Regions from separate parts of the Zea mays genome. Here region 1 is linked to region 2. A link is a contact called in public Hi-C data. All regions are on one chromosome and are shown on one strand. Each heading gives the region's core, a stretch centred on a gene start, on an enhancer-like site or on the middle of the called end of the contact. The rest is flanking DNA. Distances are from core to core; before and after follow the strand shown.

Evidence for each region. A called contact is a pair of places that touch in the nucleus more often than the background predicts.
Region 1: a contact with region 2 is called in a Hi-C map of endosperm, with 3 times the contacts expected there. The contact joins the promoter of LOC103637325 here to the promoter of LOC100279770 in region 2. A contact is called at or near these places in 4 of 25 Hi-C or Micro-C datasets (endosperm, leaf and leaf mesophyll).

The regions. Positions count from the first base shown.
Region 1 is chr8:138,264,263-138,269,307 of Zm-B73-REFERENCE-NAM-5.0, reverse strand. It overlaps LOC103637325, which reads right to left and starts at 2,663. Exons shown (of 16, transcript XM_020543384.2): 1 at 2,020-2,663; 2 at 1,694-1,913; 3 at 745-1,046; 4 at 140-316; 5 at 1-23. The coding sequence starts at 2,255.
Region 2 is chr8:137,944,440-137,949,487 of Zm-B73-REFERENCE-NAM-5.0, reverse strand. LOC100279770 reads right to left here and starts at 3,679. Exons shown (of 9, transcript NM_001152728.2): 1 at 2,931-3,679; 2 at 837-2,068; 3 at 609-750; 4 at 415-522; 5 at 1-6. The coding sequence starts at 3,335.

The DNA of each region.
Region 1 (5,045 bases), core at 1,414-3,913, 320 kb before region 2:
GCATATCATCAGAAGTATTTACCCTAGATAACAAATTGCATATATCATCCAATAAATGGCAATTTTGCAATACCCTTTCACATATATGTAGCAAAGAAAAAACGTGGCTTATCAGGACAACAGAAGTATCTTAGCTTACTTGTTTCCTTTTACTGTAGTCCTTTCCTTTTCAACTCCAGCATGGCGTTCTCTTCTTTCATTTGGCTGAGCCACATAATCGACATCTGACTTGGGCAGAATGCAGGATACAATGTTGTTCTGCTGAGAAGTGCCATCCAACTTGTTACCTGCTAGTGCTCCAGCAGAAACTCCATGTCTGCGATGTGAGAATTAAGAAAGATGAGCTCTAACATGGATACCGAGGCAAAGAAGATTTCCAAATATAGTGATGGAAGAGGATTCAGGTTGCAAACAACAAAAAAACATGCTGATCAGAGAATAGCCCAAGGAAGAGCTAGAAACACAAGCTGCCAAACACCACCTTTCTGATGACGCACGTGCAGTAATAATGTAGTATCATTCTACTCGCTGATGCTGGACCCTATATCTCTATTTCAAGGTAGCAGATGATATCAATTTGTGAGCATATCACACATATCTTCTCAATGTTTAAGTTTTCCCAAGATTACATGCTTTAGTTCAGCATGATGATCAATCAGAGACGATCATTTCAGAGAGTCAGCAACCAGAAACAAAGTTCTAACTCTCAAGGAACAAAAAATAATGGCAAGCACAATTTTTTACCTATATCCAAGGCCATCACTAGATCGTGGGCGTGCTTCATTGGCTGGTCTATGCTGACCCATGGATTTGACATCTCGATCAGCATCACTGCCTCTGCTGAGCATTGTTCCAACAGAGCGTCTACGCTTCATCTTTTTTTCCCACCCTTCACTGCCAGTAGATAAACCCCGCAATTTTTCATCAGAAAGTCCTGAGACGATAGCAGATATTCTTGTACTGTTCTTTTCCTTCTCCACAGGTGAATTTTTCTCATTACTAACCAAAGGGCCTTGCCTTGTAGGAACACTACCACGTCCTTCCACCTGAAACATGTATAAACAACAGAACCAAGCTTTTTAAGTGAAGAAATTCATAAAGAATGTGAAAATATTATCATGGTAAAAAATTGTGATTGGAGTTCAGAACAGCGCATCATTCATGAAGCACATTAATTAGAAGGCCATATTTTTTAAGGTGAAGTAGCATTGAAACTAGATCAACCAGAGTTGTAGTTTCCAGACCCAAGAACAATGAGACTAGGTAAGGATTATGAGTGACATGAGTGTGAGAATAAAAGGCTATATCAGTTGACTTCGGAATCCGTCCAAGATCACCATTTTCCCACACTTGTCCCGCATGCTCTTTATATGTGAAAAATGAGGTGAGGACAGGGTGGTAACCAGGTCCCCATGCAACTCAGCTTACAAGAGCAAGATTTCTGGAATCTTAGCGGTTTCCACTGATAAGGACAAAAGAACATGAGTAGCTAGGGACACTTGCATGAGTTATAATTAGCTGTTATAAGACTGAAAAGGTACAACCTTTTCAACGACTATGATCCGGATTCCAGAATCTTATGGCGATCATTAATGAAATCAGGAATATTTGCTGTGGCCAAAACAAACTAAGGAAAATAATAAGTGACGCAAAGGCTATGAGCTGAGACGAAGAGTGGGCCGAGCACACGAACCCGGGCATCAGCGAGAGAGGAGCGCACGCGCTTGCTCAAGACAGCAGAGTTGTTCTGCGCCCCCATCCTGAGCGCGCCTGTGGACGAGGAGCAGGCACCGGCAGCCCCGAGCTTGTCGGGCGAGGACGACGCCTCGGTGGCGCGCTGGCGCTTGCGTGTGACAATGTTCTTGTACTTGTCGAGCTTCTGGATGGCCTCGTGCAGCGACCTGACCTTCTCCCTGCGGGGACCGGGAAGGAAGGGGGCACGGAATTGAGCGGCAGCCAGCGTCAGCAATGCGATATTAGACAGAGGGGGAAGGGGGGGAGGAAAGGGAAAGTACGCACTTGGCCTTGACCGCGGAGTCCTGGACGCTGGCGCGGATCCGCCTGAGCTCGTCGGTCTGGTCGTTGGAGGCGAGCGCCCGGCGGAGCTCGGGGTGGCGCCAGTGCGGCTGCTTGGGGTCGGAGCCCCAGGAGGCGAGCGCGTCGAGCGCGAGGAACTGCAAGAAGGGTGGGGTGGGCGGGGGCGGGGGAGCGTGGGTGTCCCCCGGCCCCGCGCCCTCGCGAAAGCTCCCCGCCATGTGGGGACCGGATCGTTAGGGCTACGGTCCCCCTCCTCGTCGTCGCCAGCTAGGCTGGGCTATCTGAGCGCGGCGGCGGCGGCAACGCACATCGGATGCCGCGGGAAGGGAAGGAAGAAGGGTTCAGGCGGCCGATTGGGGGCGGAATTGCTCCCTCGGCGACTGCGAGGGGAAGGAGGGGTACTCGGCGGGGTTGCTGACGTCGTCGCACGCCCGTGAGGAGGAAGCAGAAATGGGAAGAGGAGGACGATTACGAGTGAGACGGAAGCGGAGAGGGGAATTTGGAGTCAACTTTTGCCGCCGGATTGGTCAACGCAGTCTGTTATTGGCCCAATTCGGTATAGGTACTGTTAGTTACTAGTTGTTAAAATTAGTTTAAGACAAACACTCTAGCTATTAGCTACATTTTCAAATTAGCTAACAGTTAGCTAGCTAATTCTACTAGCAAATATTTAGTCAATTAACTGTTAGATCCAATGTATTTAAACACCACTTTAATATAGAGTCCCTCTCAGTCTATGACTATATGAGTTAATTAAAAGATTTACAATAGGCGAGTTCTTCGCATAGACAGTCTTTTCATGGAGAACCTGTCTATACATGACTCTCCATGTATATTGTTTATTGTTTCTTAACAGCTCGTTTGGATGTTAGAATTAGAAGTTAGAATCAGAAAATGAAATTTGTCGGATCCAATACTAGCAGACGTCGTCGAAATTGGCTCCACAGAATTGCCAGCGAATATTGCATGACATTTGTTTTCACATGTGCATGTGTGCCCGCAATTCCGAGCATGACCTCTCGGTTTTCACCAGAAATTAAGTCGCCCTCCCCAATTAAGTGCTCTGTGCGCGTGGGAGGAAGGTTAAGTGTTTGTACACCCAAACCAGATTTGGAATTGGTTGCTACCCTGCGTCCTGCGATACCAACTACCATTTGCATCCCGCATCCAAATCACAACATTAGTATTGCATATCATTGTCATTCCCCCTCAGATTTGGTATTCGTAGACAATTTTAATTCCACCACGTGAATGCCTACATTCAAACAGAATATAACTGTATTTATGATTTAGGGACTTAGGTTGTATCATATAGTCTCTTAGTTGTCTTTTTACTTAGAAAACAGATCTGAGGTCTCAAGGTTTGTCGGTGTTTCGATCTCAGGGGGTCTCTGGACCGACGAGTAAATTATCGCTGCGTGTTCCAGCCCAGATGGGTCGGCGCGAGACAGAATACAAGGGGGAAAACAGTAAGGGGAAACTGCGGCTTCGTGTTGTCCTGCGCCCAGGGCGGATGCGCTTGCAGTAGGGGGTTACAAGCGTTCGCGAGGGAGAGAGAGAGAGCGCGAGCCTTGTGCGTCGGCCCGTTCTCCCGCGCGGCCACCTTCTCGTACGAGGGCCCTAGACCTTCCTTTTATAGATGTAAGGAGAAGGCCCAGGTGTACAATGGGGGTGTAGCAATGTGCTAACGTGTCTAGCAGGGAGGAGCCAGAGTCCTATGTACATGCCGTCGTGGCTGTTGGAGAGGTGTTGCTGCCCTGTTCATGTGATGTCGTGGCCGTCGGAGGAGCGCTTGAGCTTTGTAGTAGCACAGCTATCGGAGTTGTCGGGTCCTTGCTGACGTCTCCTTGCTTCCGTAGGGGGCTGAGAACCGTCGTCGTCATAGAGCACGCGGGGTGCCATCATTACTTGTTTACCGGGGCGAGCCAGATGGGACGCCGGTCTTGTTCCCCGTAGCCTGAGCTAGCTAGGGGTAGGGTAATGATGTGCCCCCCTGCGACGTGGTCGGTCCGAGCCCAAGGTCGGGCGAGGCGGAGGCTCCTCCGAGGTCGAGGCTGAGTCCGAGCCCTGGGGTCGGGCGAGACGGAGACCGTCGTCCGAGGTCGAGGCTGAGTCCGAGCCCTGGGGTCGGGCGAGGCGGAGACCGTCGTTCGAGGTCGAGGCTGAGTCCGAGCCCTGGGGTCGGGCGAGGCGGAGACCGTCGTCCAAGGTCGAGGCTGAGTCCGAGCCCTGGGGTCGGGCGAGGCGGAGACCGTCGTCCGAGGTCGAGGTTGAGTCCGAGCCCTGGGGTCGGGCGAGGCGGAGTTCGTCTTCCGGTGTCGAGGTGGAGTCCGAGCCCTGGGGTCGGGCGAGGCAAAGCTTCCTATGGCGCCTGAGGGACTTGACGGCTGTCAGCCTCACCCTGACGGGTGGCACAGCAGTCGGAGCGGCGCAGGCGGCGCTGTTTTCTTGTCAGGTCAGCCAGTGGAGGGGCGAAGTGATTGTGGTCACTTCGGCTCTGTCGACTGAAGAGCGCGCGTCAGGATAAGGTGTCAGGCGATCCTTGCATTGAATGCTCCTGCGATCCGGTCGGCTGGCGAGGCGATCTGGCCAAGGTTGCTTCTCCGCGAAGCCTGCCCGAGCTGGGCCTCAGGCGAGTCGAAGGTGTGCCCGTTGCTTGAGGGGACCCTCGGGCGAGACGTGAATCCTCCTGGGTCGGCTGTCTTTGCCCGAGGCTGGGCTCGGGCGAGGCGAGATCGTGTCCCTTGAGGGGACGGAGCCTTGACCTGAATTGCGCTCATCAGGCCTTTGCAGCTTTGTGCTGATGGGGGTTACCAGCTGAGATTAGGAGTCTTGGGGGTACCCCTAATTATGGTCCCCGACAGTAGCCCCCGAGCCTCGAAGGGAGTGTTGGTACTCGCTTGGACGCTTTTGTCGCACTTTTTTGCAAGGGGACCGGCCTCTCTCGGTTGCATTTTGTTTCGGTGGGTGCGCGCGAGCGCACCCGCCGGGTGTAGCCCCCGAGGCCT
Region 2 (5,048 bases), core at 2,430-4,929:
TATAGCCTGCACATATATCATCAATAGCATGAGGAACAACATGTTACTTGCTACAACCTTTTAGCCAATTATGTAAATTCTAGAGATGACAACTTGTACAAGGCTACAAGCACAGATAAGATGTATACAATTAAGCCTGCCAACGATCATCCAACATATGCTTCTGATATTAGAGTTGTTTGTTGCATGTGTTTTCATACTAACTTGTTTCATAATCAGGAGAAAAGTATAGACCAACAATACACCAAAATCTGTAAGCCAAATGGCTCTGACCACACGGAGGCAACAGTATGAAATATTGTGCAAGGTAAATTATTTTTGAGGCAACAACATGCTAGCAAGGCAAAAAAAACTCCACTTATCAAATAGTAATAAATAGACATGAAGGTTTGTGGTATTTCAGTTGACAAGCACCTTCTGTATAACCCGGCACCCATACATCTGAAGACTAAGAGCAAGGACACGTCCAATAAGCTGACCGGCCAATTCCTTTATCTGGGCAGTGCTTCCATGCTCAAAAAACTGAGAAAATGGAGCAGAGTTAAGAAAAGATATATGACAGCAACCAATCTCAAACAGATATCTGGGCAGCACTTCCATACTCCTACCTTTTGGACAACATAATTTCCAAATACATCAGTCATCAATGTGAGAGCTTGAGGCATGATTTCTGAAAAAACCATGTCCTTTTCTTCAGTACTGGCTGTTTCTAGCTTCTGTTGTATAAACCGGCTCCCATATTGATCGGCACTACATGATATTCAAAAAACAGTAGGATGAATTGCATGTTACAATATTATCATGTTTCTAGAAACATAAATGAGAAAGAACCATACCTAAACTCAACAACATGGCCAGCTATTTCGGAGAGCTCATATGATTTACTTTTGTTGCTCTTGAATTCCTCCAGAAGTGAGGGCATCAAATTGGCATCCATCTTTCCACCCATGCCTGAATTCCATGAACCAAAGGAATTACCGAAGTTTCTCATGCCTGATGGAAAGCGCATGTTGCGCTCACCATGCCTAAGTGGACTGCCTGGCGCAATAGGTGAAGAGGGAAGAACAGGACTCGCCAATGGACTTCCAGGATAACCAAGGTTAAATCCAAGATTGCCATAGTAACCATATTGTTTTTGAGACTGGAGTAAAGGGCCAATGTTAGCTTTATGAGTACCAAGTAAGTCCATGTAAGAATTTCCTAGATGGCCCCTGTCCATTAGAGGATCATCACAGGTAGCTGCAAGCTGAGCAAGGTACTGGATATATGCCGGATCAATAGAAGTCTGAAGAGAAGGTGAGGCAGTTGGACTTCCAATTCCATTATAGTTTAGCATGTTAGACATACCAGCTAAATTTTGTCGAGAAGATACAGTCCCTCCAGGGGATCTAGAACCAATCCTAGGGGAAGCAAACCCAGATCCAAGAGACAAACTGTCAAAAGATGTGAAACTGCCAGCATTAATCTGGTTTCTCATTGTAGATGAATTGGCCAAATTGGCAGAATATCCATCGGGTAACTTAGATTGTCCTTGTTCAGGACGTCTCATATAGTGCTGCTGATTTCCAGTTGTTTGGTCACCCTGTCGATCAAAAAGGAACTTCTGGACATTATCGACATCCTGATAGAGCTGAGACTGGTCCATAGTTTGCCCACTCATTGCCCTAGATGATAAGTTCATCCCAGATAAAGCAGCCACCAAATCATCAGATTCTCCGATTGCGGATGAGCTACGACGGAAAGAAGTGGAACCACCATTGATCTTCTTATCAGTGTTACCAACTTTCACACCAATTGGAGGCAGGGATGGACTAGGGGCCCTCCTCACAAGTTCAGGGTCTGGAGATGCACTCCTAGAAAGAGATGACCCTAAAATAGAAGCAAATGTGTTTGATGGCAGATCATTGTTCTGAATTTCATCCAAGCTCCGTAGACTATTGCTAGAGTGCAGGCCTCCAATAGTTCCAGATCCACGATTTAGACCATACTGTATTCCAGAAGAACCTAGTAAGTCATTACTATTGTGGCTGGCAGTATGCCTATCCATATCACGCTGGTACGAGTCTTCCTGCACCATTTACCACAAGAAGCATAAGTCTGATGTTAGTTCAATGGAAAAGAAAGAATGAACAGCGGTACGCGGGCGGGGGCGGGGGCGGAGGGGTAAAAATGGTAGTGGTTGAATGCAGGACTCCAAGAATTTTACAATGCAGTCATGAATAAATAAAGATCGGCAAAGGGAAGGGTACGATGCTAAGCAAATCACAAAAGATAGAAGATTCTCTCTATGCCCTAATGCAGAATATAGCTCACTGATGCACAGGCATGTCTATATTGCATCGAAGCATTTTGCACGTGAAATATGGAACAATGCTTGTAATGAACCAGTAGACGTTTCTCAAGACCAGAAAGCATGAACTGCTGCGGAAGCATTCATCATAACGTCACTAGTAACGGTATAACGTCACAATCAAGATAGTCAGCTGAAAATACAACTTAGGCCTCCAAAGCCAAATATGGAAAGAAGGCGTTTTTTCGTTCCTTGCGTCACTTATCTTCGCGTAAATAAATTTCGCTATCAATGAAGAAGCACCACTCGAACAAAATCCATAGATCACATATAACTGCAAGACAAAGACATCACCAGAAACCACAGGTCTCACGTGCAATCACGCATTCACACTGTAGAGAAAGCACAACGACTAGACACCTAATATATGTCAAATATAGAAAATCTAAGATACTTGGACGCTTGATATATAGATACTCCACTATAAGTGGAGTGAACTCAGGCCTATCACTCATCAGTCAAAAACAGGAACGACTAGAAGGTCAAAGGCTTTCTCGAAGCACGTATATTATGTATATTAGTAGCACAGAATGAAGGTAAACCTAAGAAGTAAGTGGGAGAAAAGATTCGATCTTTCCACCTGAAAGATGGTGGAGAAGCTCCTCTGGCGACCAAGATCGATCCCGGGCAGGCCGACAGTCCCCTCGGCAGCCGACGCCTGCTGCTGCTGCCTCCTGCCGTCCCCGATCCCGCCGAAGCCCGCGGAGCGGAGGCGGTGGTGCGAGGACCGCCAGTCCTCCTTGGACAGGAGCGGCGGTGGGAGGCGCGGGTTGAGGTGCGCACTGGAGTAGTAGTAGCTCTGGTACGCCGGGTCGGCGCGGAGGTCGTCGTCCACGAGAAGGCCGCCGTCGGCCCCGGCGGCGCCCAGGGCTCCCTCGACAGTGGGCGGCGCGGAGCCACTGCGAAACACCTCGAAGTCGCCGCGGTCGGTCTCCGCGCCAAACGCCGCCGCCTCGCCGCCGCGCGCCGCCATCTCCGTGACCATCGCCGTGGGGGTGTGAGGGGGTAGCAGCGAAAGAGAGAAAATGGAAAGGAAAAGAGGAGGCTAGATCTTTAAGTCCGCCGCGCTAGAACCCCGCCATTACCGAGCTCCGGCGGCCGGAAGCGCGGAGCTGAATCTTTCAGCGCCGGAATGAGCCGAGGCGGCGGGAACCGGGTTCGGATGCTCAGCGCGGGCGAATCGAGGGGCGGGCATCCATCTGCGTGGGGCGAGCGGCGTCCGAATTCAGAGGATTTGGGATTGGGATGGATTTTGGAGGCGCTCCGCCTTCGAGCAGTGGCGTGCTGAGGTAAGTACTGAGTAGGGAGGACTGGGGAAGAAGAGTAGAGAATAGACCGGAGAGGAAATCAGTCAGAGGCCGGTTGCGGCTCGATTAAGTACAACGGGCGGAGCGAGGTGCGCCGTTGGATTTTGGGGGTAGACGGCCCAGATTTGCCCGAGGGCTTTGGGTCCTCTTCTAGGGTTTTGTTCTCACACACACAGTCACATTACACAGTCACTCATCTTTGTTACTATCATACTCCGTGTCACGTGCAAAGTGCGTACATCTATTCCTCTTGCTACTCGTCTACCACTAGCCTATCGCACCATAGATGGTGAAAAAATACATAAGTTCAATATGATATGAAGCCACACGTAGTGTAGCTCTTTCACACAGTGTGTGCCTAAGGGTGGGGCAAAGGGTCAGTCGCCTCAGGCCCCAAATTCATAGGCCCCATTCTAGGTACATGTGTATAGTAGTCAGACTATCAATATATAGTCCAATGATTCAGTAGCGAAGTGTCGAAAAAAATAAAAATTATGGTGTATCCATTACTCATTCGTGTTTAAACATGTTAGAAGAAACTTTTATGTTAATATTGTAATATGTATCTTTTTTACTTGTTTGATAAGGATATTTTTAGATGTTGTTGTTCGAACCTCCGCTCCGACAAGTAAATTTCTATGTGTGTGTCCTGAGCTCTGGAAGGTGTGTTTGGTGGACGCAAGATTTATACTGGTTCGGACAGAACATCTCTACATCCAGTCTTCGGCGGCTCGCACTATCAACACCTTTGTTGCTCAATGCTCATAATAGGGATTATAAGTGGGTTACAAGCGGTGATAGAGAAAAGAAGGGCTCTCAAGTCTCTTACTAGGTATGTACCTCTGCGTTGCAACGGAGGATACTTGTGCACTCATAAGTTATTGTTTAGTACTATCAAGAATCAACTCAATAGTCACAACAAATGTTGAAGTTTGTCATTTCGAACAACCAAAATTTGGCTAATCTATTAATCGAAATAGGCAAATTCTAAGTTGATAATACAAGATATGATGATGTACCATGGTCTCCATAGAACAAATTTGCATTGCAGAGTGAAAAATTATAAAAAAGGAGATCTTAAGCCTATCAAAAGGGGATGGTGAGTTGTGACTATCAAAATTATTTTAGCTCACAAATATGGCCCTTTTATCTTTTATGTTGTGGGGAAATATGGTGTAGCATGATTTCTACATTACATACATATGGATAAGTATTATGACAATATTCAACTCATCTAAAGATGAATCCTCTAAAAACAGGCACAACAACTGAAGTTGTGCACATTCAAGTTTTAGGTTTCCTTACATAGACTATGAGGCAACCATGTAATGTTATTGGAGAGCAGCTGGCAACATTTAGAGAAATGAGGCAGAATGTGTTGAACATAGCTA